Regions from separate parts of the Ovis aries genome. Here region 1 is linked to region 2. A link is a contact called in public Hi-C data. All regions are on one chromosome and are shown on one strand. Each heading gives the region's core, a stretch centred on a gene start, on an enhancer-like site or on the middle of the called end of the contact. The rest is flanking DNA. Distances are from core to core; before and after follow the strand shown. Region 1 has its middle 52 kb from the start of LRRC8D. Region 2 has its middle 69 kb from the start of LRRC8B.

Region 1 (6,924 bases), core at 3,812-6,311, 310 kb before region 2:
TTACTTTTTCCATGATCCAGCAGATGTTGGCAATTTGATCTCTGGTTCCTCTGCCTTTTCTGAAACCAGCTTGAACATCTGGAAGTTCACGACTCATGTATTGCTGAAGCCTGGCTTGGAGAATTTTGAGCATTACTTTACTAGCGTGTGAGATGAGTGCACTTGTGAGGTAGTTTGAGCATTCTTTGGCATTGCCTTTCTTTGGGATTGGAATGAAAACTGACCTTTTCCAGTCCTATGGCCACTGCTGAGTTTTCCCAATTTGCTGGCATATTGAGTGCAGCACTTTCACAGCATCATCTTTCAGGATTTGAAATAGCTCAACTGGAATTCCATCACCTCCACTAGCTTTGTTCGTAGTGATGCTTCCTAAGGCCCACTTGACTTCGCATTCCAGGATGTCTGGCTTTAGATGAGTGATCACACCATCGTGATTATATGGGTAGTGAAGATCTTTTTTGTATAGTTCTTCTGTGTATTCTTACCACCTCTTCTAAATATCTTCTGCTTCTGTTAGGTCCATACCATTTCTGTCCTTTATTGAATGCATCTTTGAATGAAATATTCCCTTGGTATCTCTAACTTTCTTGAAGAGGTCTCTAGTCTTTCTGATTCTATTGTTTCCCTCTATTTCTTTGCATTGATCGCTGAGGAAGTCTTTCTTATTTCTCGTTACTATTCTTTGGAACTCTGCATTCAAATGAGTATATCTGTCCTTTTCTCCTTTGCTTTTGCTTCTCTTCTTTTCACAGCTATTTGTAAGGCCTTCTCAGACAACAATTTTTCTCTTTTTGCATTCTTTTTTCTTTGGGTTATACTCCCACAATTTATGAGACAACCATTTGTTAGTGTTTGATTTTGTTATATAGGAAGTGGTAAGAGGAAAATTTGGGCAAGACAAAGAATTCGTAACACTGGAGGAAAGTGGGGCTGGTTGACAATTTAAATACAGTGGTTAGGATAAGCTTTCTTTTTTTCTTTTTGAGAAGGTTACATTTGAGAAAAGTCACAAAAGAGGTAAGGGAGTGATCAATGCAGGCATATGGAAAATGTCCTGGGCAGAGGGAAGAGCCAGTGCAAAGGCTGTAGATAAACGCCCGATGCGTTCAAGTGAAAGAAACAGGTCCATGTGGAAGAAGCCGAAGGAGTGACAGTAGATTACATACAGGAGGCGGATAAAGCCAGGGCAGGGGTCTTGTAGGACATGGGGAGGACTTTGGCTCTTACCCTGAGTGAAATGGGGAAACACAAGAAGGTTTTGAGCAGTTGAGTGACAGAACTAACTTACATTTGAAAGAGATCTGATTTCTTGGTTGAGAATGGACCGCAGGGTGCATGTAGTAAACTACTGCGGGAGGTGATCATGGCCTGGGCCAGATGGTAACAAAGACATGTCAAGACTAGTTAGATTCTGGACGTATTTCTAATAGAGAGCCATCCTTATTCTTGGCATAACCAGCTCTAGTATTAGCAATGCTATGATAATAATAATAATCATTTTCAGCCCTCTTACTATGTCCATAATCTCTGTTTTATTATCCTCATAAACTAAAGCTCAAAGACATTAAGCAACATCCCTAAGGACACATATTTCATAAGAGATAATCCAGGGGTTCAATCTTAGCTCTAGCAGATTTCAAAGTTCTTAAAACTGCTTTATCACTGGATTCTGGTTTCCTTTTTGCCAAGGCCACTCAGTGCCTTATTCATAAAAAGTGATCAATATCTTTATACTGAATTAATTAATGACACCATTCACTTTTTTCTGTACTTCCTGAGATTAAACTACATGTTTGCTTCTGAGGCTTTGTTAAAAGTACTGTTTTATTTTATATTTCTGTACAGTAAATTTCACATTTTTGATATACAGTTTTATGAGTTTTAACACATGAATAGATTTATGCAACCCCTACCACAATAGGATACCTGTATCAACCTCCCCATAAATTCTCTTATGCTGCATTTTAGTCAAATACTATCCTCACTTCTAATTCCTGGTAAATACTGATCCTTCTTTGTGTATAGATTATGGTGCACAGGTTTTTGTTGCACATAAGTGTGCATTTTTCTAGAGTAAAAGCCTAGGCACGGGTTTGTTGGTTCATGTGCTCATTGTTTGTTTAACTTTATAAGAAACCACCAAGCTGCCCTCTAAACGGCTGTGCCACTCTGCAAGTCCACCAGCACTGTATGAGAGTCACAGGTGCTCTGCATCCTTGTCAGCGCTTGACATGGCCAGTTTCATTTTTTGTTTTAGCCGTTCTAATAGGCATGCAATGGTATCTCATCATGGGATACCAATTATTTTTGAAATTCATAGTAAAATGTTTTAGGCTCCAGAATTTAATTCATAGGCTATACTCCAAGTAAATTGTGAATAAACATGGTATGTGTGTGCCTGCTAAGTCACTTTAGTCGTGTCTGATTCTTTGTGACCCTATGGACTACAGCCTGCCAGAGTCCTCTGTCCACGGGATTCTCCAGGCAAGAATACTGAAGTGGGTTGCCATTCCCTCCTCCAGGGGATCTTCCCGACCCAGGGATCTAGTCCCAGTCTCTTATGTTTCCTGCATGGACAGGCGGGTTCTTTACCACTAGCGCCACCTGGGAGGCCCAACAGCATAAGCATACTTACGCTAAAAATTGACCCCCTGTAAATTTTGACCCAGATAACCTTGCCATTTGGACACTGTGTTATTGTGATGTTGCTTAAATATAAATAACAAAACCTGTTTGCAAGATTTTTTTGGCCAATAAGAAACTGTTTATGAAATAGGCTTTAGCTTTGCTTTTCTTTCAGGGTTGTTATAGAAGATAATCAAAGGTCATGAGACAATGAATGGAAAATTGCCTCAAGATACAAGAAGGTACATTAGTACTATTATTAGAGATGCAGTCACTAAATTGGAGATGCAGTCACTTAATTAAGTGAAGGCAGTGTTTACTAAATAACTAATATAATGAAGGTATTATGCTAGATATGGTCTATGGAGACTATATTAGAAAACAGAGCTCTTATCTTCATGACATTTATAGTCTACCTATGGAGAGAAGGAAAACGTAAAAGATTTTAAATAACTAATTTCCATAACACATCAGTATGCATTAAAGGATTTTTTTAGCTCTTCAAAATGATCATACAGTTAATAAAAATATCATACTTATCTATCAAACATCCATATATATTTATATGGTGCACTTAAATAAGTATTTGATTTTTCTCTCACAATACATAATGTGTGAGATTTACAGGACCAAAGTTATTGTATTAATCCCTAAGATTTGCTGGGCGTGAGACAATAGTGGAGTCTTGGTATCAGAGAGGAAGAAGAGGGCATTCCAGGCAAATCAAATGTCAGGAGCTAAAGCCCAGAGTTAAATAGTGCAAAGCCTGCGCCAGACCTGTAATGGGGGAGTGATAAATAAGCACTTACCATGTGCAGATGACACTACCCTTATGGCAGAAAAGGAAGAAGAACTAAAGAGCCTCTTGATGAAAGGAAAGGAGGAGAGTGAAAAAGCTAGCTTAAAACTCAACATTCAGAAAACTAAGATCATGGCATCCAGTTCCATCATTTCATAGCAAATCGATGGGGAAACAATGGAAACAGTGAGAGACTTCATTTTCTTGGGTTCCCAAATCACTGCAGATGGTGAGGGCAGCCATGAAATTAAAAGATGCTTACTCTTTGGAAGAAAAGCTATGACCAACCTAGATAGCGTATTAAAAAGCAGAGACATTACTTTGCCAACAAAGGTCCATCTAGTCAAAGCTATGATTTTTCCAGTAGTCATGTATGGATGTGAGAGCTAGACTATAAAGAAAGCTGAGCACCAAAGAATTAATGCTTTTGAACTGTGGTGTTGGAGAAGACTTTTGAGAGTCCCTTGGACTGCAAGGAGATCAAACCAGTCAATCCTAAAGGAAATCAGTCCTAAATATTCATTGATAGGACTGATATTGAAGCTGAAACTTCAATACTTTCGCCACCTGATGGGAAGAACTGACTCATTGGAAAAGATCCTGATGCTGGGAAAGGTTGAAGGCAGGACGAGAAGGGGATGACAGAGTATGAGATGGTTGGATGGCATCACTGACTCTATGGACATAAGTTTGAGCAAGCTCCAGGAGTTGGTGATGGACAGGGAAGCCTGGCATGCTGCACTCCACAGGATCACAAACAGTCATACTTGACTGAGTGACTGAACTGAACTGAACTATGTGCCCAGCACTGAGCTAAATCTGATCCATGGGCCAGCTCATTAAATATCTTAGTTTCTTAACAGTAAAGAAACTAACAATTTAGAAACTTCTACACAATTACAAAACTGATAAGCTTCAGACCTGGGACTCCAACCCAGATAATCTAATTCTAGCCCTAACTTAGACATTACACTGTAGCATTAATGTTAGGCAATCTGAGGTCAGATTTTGGAGGGCCGAGATATTTGAATTTTTTACCCAGAAAACTTGTGATTCTACATCTTTTCACCACTTTTCTAGGTTTGAGGAATTTCCTTTCAGTAAGAGGGGTTCAATATGAGCATGGTTTGAGGGAAAAGCATCCATACCGTCAGCATCTATGTGGGCATGCTGCTCACTTGTCCTGAGACACTGAGATGCCTCTCTGGAAGGGCATCTCCCTTTTGAGAATCGGCACTTTAGGTAATGGGGAAGCAAGGAAGACTCTTAAAAAAAGAACAAGGAAGGCAAGAATGAATGAATGGAAGACAAATTAGGCAACAAGGTGCGGAAAGGATTAGACACAAGAGATGGCGGCAGAGAAGCAGGAAAGAGACCAGGGCAGCATAACTCAGCACGGGTGATGAGGCCAGAGCTAGGCTGGGGCAACAGGAGAGTTGTTGAGAGAGCAAATTGATAGGATTTGGTGTCCAGGGTCCTCCGGGGGCTATGGAGAGGGAGGAGTTAGGCTCTAAATGTTTTATTACTGTGCTTTTCCTTCCTGAGTCTTCTGGGAGAGCTGACTGACCTGGGCACAGAGTCCCTGAGCCCTCAAAGGCTATTGTCACGTCAGCCACGGCCACTAGAGGGCTTCCCCGCCTCGCCTGCTCGCGCCCAGGGAGGGCTTCTCTGCTGTTTAAAATCCAAGTCAGGCTGGCCCTGGAATGCTTCAGCGGAGCCGGGGTTTAGAGCAGTCGATCTTCACTGACACGGAAAATTAGAAGGCCTCCCACTTGATCGACAGTGACTGGAAACTGAGTCTAACATGTAGCGATGAATGCAGGCGGGAGTGCAGGTGGGGGACCAGGAGGTGGAGGGGAGGAAACAGCTGCCTACAGAACTCCAGAGGCAGCCCTTAGCTGGTCTTGGCCTCAGGGGCCTGAGGCTCCAGAGATTCTGAATCTGCTCTCCATGGTCACTCAGCTGGGCCAGCAGTTGTTGCATTCCTCTCTCTGTCCCAGGTTTGAAGTGTGTGTGAATGTGTACACGTGTGGATGCATATGTATAAGGGTGTATATATAAGTGAGCGTTGTTTAGTCACTAAATTGTGTCCAACTTTTTTGTGACCCCATGGACTATAGCCTGCCAGCCTCCTCTATCCATGAGATTTTCCAGGCGAGAATACTGGAGTGGGTTGCCATTTCCTCCTCCAGATCTTCCTGACCCCGGGATAGAATCCAGGTCTCCTGCATTGCAGGCAGATTCTTGACCACTGAGCCGCCAGGGAAGCCCCTATGTAAGTGAGGACATGTGTACATATGTGTGTGCACGTGTGTGGGTGAGTTCTTGTGTGTACACACGTGGGTGCAGGTGTGTTAGTGTATGTGTATGCCTGATTGGGTACGTGTGAGCATGCTTGCGTGTGTATGTGTGCGCCTGCCATGCAGGGGGAATGTTAATGTTTTTTGCTTGGCTTCAGCCCAAAAGAGAAACAAATAATGAGATGAACGGAAGTGAACTCCAGTCTGGGCTTCAGCACTAATTAGCCGCTATCAGTTTTGACAAAGAGGACAGACAATAGTGGCAAATGAGCAAAGGATGGAAAACCCAGGGAGCTGGGTTGTACAGGGAGCCGGGAGGACACTCAACAGTCCCCTTGGGCAACAAGGCCATCTCAGAAGCCCAGGTGCCTTGGTCAGGCAGGAGACCCTTCCTGCCCTTAGGTGCAGATGAGTTGGCCAGCCCAGCATCTCTTTGGGCTGATTTTGATCTTACTAAGCGCTGCTTCACTTTTTCAAGGTACCCACTTCACCCTCCCCTGGGTGGTTTTTTCTTTTGTTTGTTAGGCTGGCCCCCGTCCACATTTCCCAGAGATAAGGTCACACCCCTCTTACTCACCAGTTGCTTAGAGGGCCCTGGCTTCAACCTGGGTCTGCACTGAGTCATGTTGTTCTGCCTTTAGGCTCTCCTTTTGCTTCCTGTGGGGCTTCCCTGGTGGCTCAGAGGATAAAGCATCTGCCTGCAGTGCAGGAGCCCCGGGTTTGATCCTTGGGTTGGGAAGATCCCTTGGAGAAGGAAATGGCAACCCACTCCAGTATTCTTGCCTGGAGAAGAATCCCATGGACAGACGAGCCTGGTGGGCTATAGTCCATGGGGTCACAAAGAGTCGGACACGACTGAGCGACTTCACTTTCTTTCTTTCTTTTGCTCCCTGTGGAGGTTTGGAAGAAGAATGGTGGAGGCAGAAGCACGGTTAGGTTTGTTAGGTTGTGAGAAAGAGCTGCTCCTTAACTTCTAGACCTGAGTATGTATTTATGTGAAATGGGTGGGAAAAATGGTGGTAGAAGGTGATGTCAGACCCCTCCCACCCCCAGGTAAGCCTTTATCCATCATCAATAGCTGGGGCCCTGTCTGTGGGTTTCCCACAGGCCCAACTCACACGGGCTTCAAAGAAAAGGGTTCAGCTGGGGAATAAGTGTCTCCCTTGCAACTGCAAGGGCCTCCCTAGTGGCCCAGACGGT
Region 2 (6,949 bases), core at 2,810-5,309:
GAGGACTGGATAAAAAGATGTGGTACATACATACAATGGGCTATTACTAAGCTAAAAGAAGGAATGAAATTGGGTTATTTGCAGAGACATGGTTGGACCCAGAGACTATCAAACATAGTGAAGTAAGTCAGGAAGAGAAAAACAAACACTATATATTAACACATAAATGTGGAATAAAAAATGCTATAGACAATCTCATTTGCAAAGCAGAAATAGAGACACAGATGTAGAGAACAAACGTATGGTTACTAAGGGGGAAGGTGGGATGGGATGAATTGGGAGATTGGAATTGACATATACACACTATTGATGCTATGTACAAAACAGATAACTAGTGAGAACCTACTGCAGAGCACAGGGAACTCTGCTCCATGCTCTCTGGTGACCTAAATGGGAAGGAAACCCAAAAAAAGGGAGATATATGTATAGGTATAGCTGATTTATTTTGCTGGACAGTAGAAACTAACACAACATTATAAAGCAATATACTCCAACAAAAATTTTTTTTAAAATGTCCTGTTACCAGGTTATCTGTAGTAAATATAAAACTCCAAGTGCTGGCTGTTCTGTCCTTTCAGCCCCAAAGGGCTGAATTTGTAGTGAGCCTCTCAGCAAAGGGTGTGAAGGTTGTCACTGGTCTCCACTCTCTTCTCCTCTGGGCTCCTGCAAGAGACTGAGGGGGCATCTGAGCATGGAGGAGGGTTCCAGGAAGCCTACATGGCCCACCCAAACACAGCTTGGGCTCATTGGCTCAAAGCCTATCTAAGACATAGATTCCAAGGGTCATGTCCTTGAATTTGTCCTAGACAATTACATTTGTCTACAAAAATAATTCATATGGAAGGTATTCAGCTTTTTCAAAGGAAAATATGATTTTAGCCTTCCTGAGAAGTCATCAGTCACAGAAGAGCCTCCTTCCAGCTAAGTCAGTACATTCAGAAGAAATATCACTTTACTATAGCAGTTCATCTGTAAGGAACATGACAGTTATTTTGGTTGAACTTTACTCAAAAGGATCCAACTTAACCTTTGAAAAAGGCTTAGGTCAACAATTAGTCAGCACCTAGTTTCTGCCAAAAGTAGACTGAATTTTCCAAAGCTGTGTTGGGGTTACAAGGAGCCAATGGGAAAAAGGAAGCAAGGGTCAGGCTGAGTTCAACTCGGGGTTTGGGGTGTGCTTTCCGAAACTCTGCCCTTCCAGGCTGCCCACGGATTAAGTGGGGCAAAATGATTAACAAAACTGTTTGTGTATTGGGGACACAGTCAACCATTTCAAACATGCCTTGACTGACAAGAATGCATTTCTCAGCCATGGGTCAAGAGGAGAATAACCACACTTCACAGTGGATTCTTGACATGTTTTGCTTGTTTTCAGTGAAAGTCTCAGAAAGTTAGTCATGGAGCTGAATAATTTCTCTTAGTCCCTTCCTAGTTACCTGGAAATCCTTAGAGATAGAGACAATGGCTTACTTGTTTTACCTCCCTAACATGCAGCACAATGCCCAGCACTTAGTACAGGCTTAATTAATATTTGCTAAGTGATGGGATAATATCAGCAGACTGATGCAGGGGAGAAGCTTCATAGTTTGGCTATGCTAGGAGGCTCTCTCAGTGTGAAAGGATGTACAGACGTAAATTCATTTTGAGGGTGGGGGTAAGCCTTCTCTAACTTATAGCCAGTCACCTTAGGAACCTAAGAATGTGGTGGTAGTGGTAAAGAACCTGCCTGCCAATGCAGGAGACACAAGCGACACGGGTTCGATCCCTGGGTCAGGAAGATCCCCTGGAGGAGGGCACGGCAACCCACCTCAGTATTCTTGTCTAGAGAATCCCATGGACAGAGGAGCCTGGTGGGCAGCAATCCATAGCGTCGCATAGAGTCGGACACAACTGAAGTAACTGAGCACATATGTTAGTTTATCAGACAAGGTTTCTATCACCTAGCACTCGATCCAAAGAAATGTCATTATTAGGAAGGAATGGAAATAGGCAGGAGAAGGGATGCCTGGGGCTTAAGGATAGAGAAAAGAGAAGGAGGTACTTTAAAGGAAAATGGATTAGAAGAGGTCAGACAGTTCTACTCAAGCTGATATTCAAACTTCTGGGCCTGCTAGACTATGAGAATAAGCAGATTTGCTGGATTTATGGCAATCTAGGAAGCAGTAATTAGTTTTTAATCAAACATTTAGTAAGATGTGAGCAGCTCGCTGGTACCTCACTGGCATTAAGCAATAGGGACAGTGCGGGGGCAGGGAATGAGGGAATGAAACTCATAGACCGCACCCACATCTGCTTAGTAGAACATCACTCCCCACACTCTTTCCAATTAGACTCTGATGAGGAAGCTCTCACCTTGAGTGATCCCACCCTTCTTTTCTAGCACTTCTGCTCTGTGGTCAGAGAAATGGGTTGAGATTGGAGTGGAGAGCAAAGAGGCAATGTATATCATACCTGGATTAGACACCTCTGGGGAAAACTCAGAAACAGACACAACTGGGGAAGGATGGGATTCTGTCTCATTCACCCTTTTGTTTTTCCCACCCCCTAGCTGGTGTGTGTCTTTGAGCATGACCCCACTCCGTAATTACGCAGTGTGAGGTGGTCACCACTGTGGGAACTGGGTGGTGGATCAGCTTCATTTAAACGCTCAAAAGAGCACATCTTTGCTTTCCAACAGGATCGGCTGTCCAGACCTCCCCTGGGCCCGTGTGGTCTTTTCAGGCTCTGTTCCAAGGCCGGTTGCAGCAGCTCCTGCCTTGCTCCCCTTTGTTGAAAATGGGACAGTTCTTGCCCTCTGGGATCTTGCCTCCTCCCTGGCCCCCAGTCTTCAGGGACCCACTTGTCTTCTGGTTTATTTCCCCCCTCCCAGAGGAAGTCTTTCATCTGGGCTGAGGACAGTCCCTCTAGTCTGCTACTCCTTCCAAGACTCTCAGCATGTAAATTCCTTTTTCCTTTCCATCTCCTCCACACTTTCTAAATCCTTCCGTGTTAGAATTTGTTAAATAAAACCTGGAAATTTTTGCTTTTGGCTCTGCTATAGACCTCTCTGAAGGCAATGAAGAGCCAGCAAAGAGACAGCTACTTATTTGAAAGAGGAAAAGGAAGGGAGAAAACATAGGGAAAGGCCGGGGGGCGGGGTGGGGGTAGGGGAAGAAATTCTTCAAGGCTTAAAATATATATTTTCAACTATATTTCAAGTATATTCAAGTATTTGTAGGTGCTCTGATTCAAAATTCTCACCATATTAATAACATAAAAAACCAAACATTTCCAGTGATTTCCCTGGCGGTCCAGGGGTTAGATTCCATGCTTCCACTGCAAGAGACTGCAAGGGTTCGATCCCTGGTGGGAGAAATAAGATCCCTTAAGCCAGGTGGTGTGGCCAAAAGAAAGAAATACAGAAATAAACCTTGAAATGGAGATATTTATAGACAGAAGGAACTTCTGGGGTCTCTCAAATGCCACTATACATGCAGCTTTCTTCAAGTGAATAAAAGACCTCCTGGAACACAATATCCTGGAATATTTGGTTTGCTGACTAATATTTCCTGCCATCTCTCCGAAAGCTGAAAGTTGATCTCTTTTTATTTTTGACTTCCTCTCTTTTTTTGTTTTACTATTGTGTGTTAGTTGCTCAGCTGTGTCCAACTCTTTGCGACTCCATGGACTGTATATAGCTCACCAGGCTCCTCTGGCCATGGAATTCTCCAGACAAGAATACTGGAGTGGGTTGCCATTCCCCTCTCCAGGGCATCTTCCCAACCCAGGGATCGAACCTGGGTCTCTCTGATTGAGGGAAGATTCTTTACTGTCTGAGCCACCAGGGAAGTCCTACTAATAGTAAAATCTGATTTTCTTACACTTTTCTTCTACCAAATTTGGCTTATTTGCCCTGAATCACTTCTGGGAAACTTTTACAAACTTTACTAAAAGTTTGTAAATTTCTTATAAACTCGATTCTTTAAGAAATTTATTTTAAATCTCCCCACCTCTCCTCCTGGCCTTCTCCCTCTGTCCTGTTTTAGTGTTCCAGCACTTTCAGAAAAACTCCTCTGCTGCCCTCTTGTGGGCATCTGCAGATATCAGGCATGCTCCCCAAAGCTACTGAAACGGGGAATCACTGGTGTGGAAATGGGTGGGATAATCGCCTAGCTCCAGCGACGAGCTCCTTGTAGGTTGCTTTCCTCTCTGGCAGGAGCCAGGACACTTACCCACAGTCACAGCTACACTCGTTTTTTGTTTTTTAATTTAATTGGATAGAGTCAGCAAGTTTTCTGTTATTGGCAGCTTATGAATAGCTTCCTCTATTTTTCTGTCTCAGTCCCAAGTTTTGGAGTCAGGGAAGAAAGCAAGGCATTTCATAGATGTGAGAAGCTTCTCCCTGTGCAGAGCGGATGCCTCTTTTGAACGAGCAGCCTGCCTTTCCCTGGACTGTTACAAACAGTGATCAGAATGGTCTTCTCAGGTGTCCAGAGTGACCTTCCTTCTGGGCACTAGGGGGTTACTGTGGGCTACCCGTGCTGCTGCTTTTCTTTACCTCCGAGGTGGGACACGTCTTTTTTAAATAAAAGTAACATGTCCATTTGCACATTAGAAGAATCAGATGGTGAAAGAAGGACAGTAGAGGTGGTCTGTAATGTCAACACACTGACAAGCTATTGGCACTTTGCATTGTCATCCCACATGTGTATATATCTCTCTGAGGAGCTGTGTCCTAGTATGGGAGTGGTTCTGTAGCCCTCTTCTCACACACCACACGCAATCATTTTGCTGTGCTGTGCTGCGTAGCTTACATCATTCTTTTCATGCTGCATAGCCTCAGTGCCTTTGCACTCAGCTTTCCCTTAAGAGAATGGGAAGATTTAGGAGGTGTCCCCCCTGCCAGCTCCTTGTTGCTTCAGCTCAAATACTGCCAACCCCATGTGGTCTTCCCTATCCCTCAACACGGGAGCTTTCTCTGTCATTTGTCATTTCCTTCATGCAGCATGCCTTGTCGGTCCTATTGATAATGAATTTGTTCATTTCTTTGCTTGTTTTAGGCTTTTCCTGAGAACCAAGGCCTTCTCTTATCTTTTATCGTCAGGGCTTAGGATAGTATGTGTTGCAAAGAATTTCCTTGGTCAATAATTGTTGACTGACAGAATTCGTTCTAAGGCTGTACCAAATGCGATCAAGTCATTTCTTTTTGCAGAGCCTGTAGGTGGTACCTTGTGTTTTAATGTTTTCAACAGCACTGCAAGAATGACTTTGTGCACTTGAACCCTACTTTTTTCCCTCCCAACATTAAATTGAAACATTTAAAACATACAGAAAAGTAGAAAGGACAATGCAACAAACACCCATATATTTGTCACCAAGATTAAAAATATGTTAATGCAACATTTTGCCACATTTACTTTCTCTCTCTCTGCATAATTTTTTGATGAATCTTATAAAAGTTACAGACCTCACAATACTTCACCCCTGAACACTTTAGCATGCATCTCCGAAGAATAAGTATCTTCTCTCAAATAAACACATGATATTAGCATGCCTAAAAATGTTAATTATAATGAATTATTCTCTAATATAACCTGATAGTCATATTCAAATCTCAACTGTATCTAAAAATGCTTTAATTATTGTTTCATTTATTCATATTTTTGAATCAGAATAAACCAAGTTTCATGCCCTATAGCAGAGCAGAAAATGGCAACTCACTCCAGTGTTCTTGCCTGGAGGGTCCCATGGACGGAGGAGCCTGGTGGACTGCTGTCCATGGGGCTGCATAAAGTCAGACATGACTGAAGCGACTTAGCCTGCATGCACGCATTGGAGAAGGAAATGGCAACCCACTCCAGTATTCTTGCCTGGAGAACTCAGGGATGGGGGAGCTTGGTGGGCTGCCGTCTATGGGGTCGCACAGAGTCAGACACGACTGAAGTGACTTAGCAGCAGCAGCAGTGGCAGTATGCCTTATAGTTATTTGTACATTGCATCTGTCTAGATCAGTCTATTAGAAGTGTCATCTTATGAATTTTTATTATTCATTTAAAAAAATGACATTAGATTTTTTAAACAGTTTCTATTATTACTTACTTATGCATGTATGTATTTGGCTGCTCTGGGTCTTCGTGGCTGCCCCAGTTTTCCCCTAGTTGTGGAGAGTGGGGGCTGCTCTCTAGATATGGTGCGTGGGCTTCTTACTGTGGTGGTCTTCCTTGTGTGGATCATGAGCTCTAGGGCGCCTGGACGTCAGTATTTGGGGCTCCCGGGCTCTAGAGCACAGGCTCAACAGTCGTGGTGCCTGGGCTTAGCTGTTCCTCGGCGTGTAGGATCTTCCTGGACCAGGGGTGGAACCTGTGTCTCCTGTGTCGGCAGGTGGACTCTTCACCACTGAGCCACCAGGGAAGCCCCTGACATTTAACGTTTAAAGAACTAGTTTAGTTTTCTTATAGAAGACTCCAGATAATCTGCCTGTCCATTTTCTTGCAGTTTCATTTACTTTGTTTTTCTTCCCTCCATGTTTCCTATCACTGAAGTTAGATCAGGATACTGTCTTGGATTATACGATTATAATCACTCATAGTCATGATTCTTTTTCATATTAAAATTGTCCCACATTTGTCCATGAGGTGGCCCTTTGGCCAGCCTCCTTGTCTTTGATATCAACTCGTTAATCTTGGAGTGTGCTTCTGCTGTTTGGCACAGAACTACGTCACAGCCACATCTTATGTTTTCTGCCTATACCTGCAACCTCTGATTTCTCCAAGGAGTGCTATTTGCTGTTATTTTTTAAAAAAATGAACAAAAGTTATTTAAAAACAAAAATCTGGATGTTGCATTTACTCATTATTATTAGAGTTCTGTTGTTTCCTGGACCTTTCAGTGGGCCAAAGTGTTATATACATACATAAAAGTTTTTCAATTCAAATTTATATTATAAAGATTTTTCTTAATTTCTTTTATT

The links. Hi-C and Micro-C count contacts between places; a contact is called where the count stands out from the background.
Region 1: a contact with region 2 is called in a Hi-C map of hypothalamus, with 4 times the contacts expected there. The contact joins two enhancer-like sites. A contact is called at or near these places in 4 of 16 Hi-C or Micro-C datasets (hypothalamus, muscle and tail adipose tissue).

What each region holds. Positions count from the first base shown.
Region 1 is chr1:67,127,883-67,134,806 of ARS-UI_Ramb_v3.0, reverse strand. No RefSeq gene overlaps it. Among named protein-coding and RNA genes, the nearest start is that of LRRC8D, 52 kb to the left of the region's middle. Within about 2 kb of position 5,061, at least 16 of the 54 cell types and tissues checked have an H3K27ac peak or open chromatin away from gene starts, as enhancers often do. A contact at or near this core is called in hypothalamus, where this site is marked.
Region 2 is chr1:66,817,766-66,824,714 of ARS-UI_Ramb_v3.0, reverse strand. No RefSeq gene overlaps it. Among named protein-coding and RNA genes, the nearest start is that of LRRC8B, 69 kb to the left of the region's middle. Within about 2 kb of position 4,059, at least 7 of the 54 cell types and tissues checked have an H3K27ac peak or open chromatin away from gene starts, as enhancers often do. A contact at or near this core is called in hypothalamus, where this site is marked.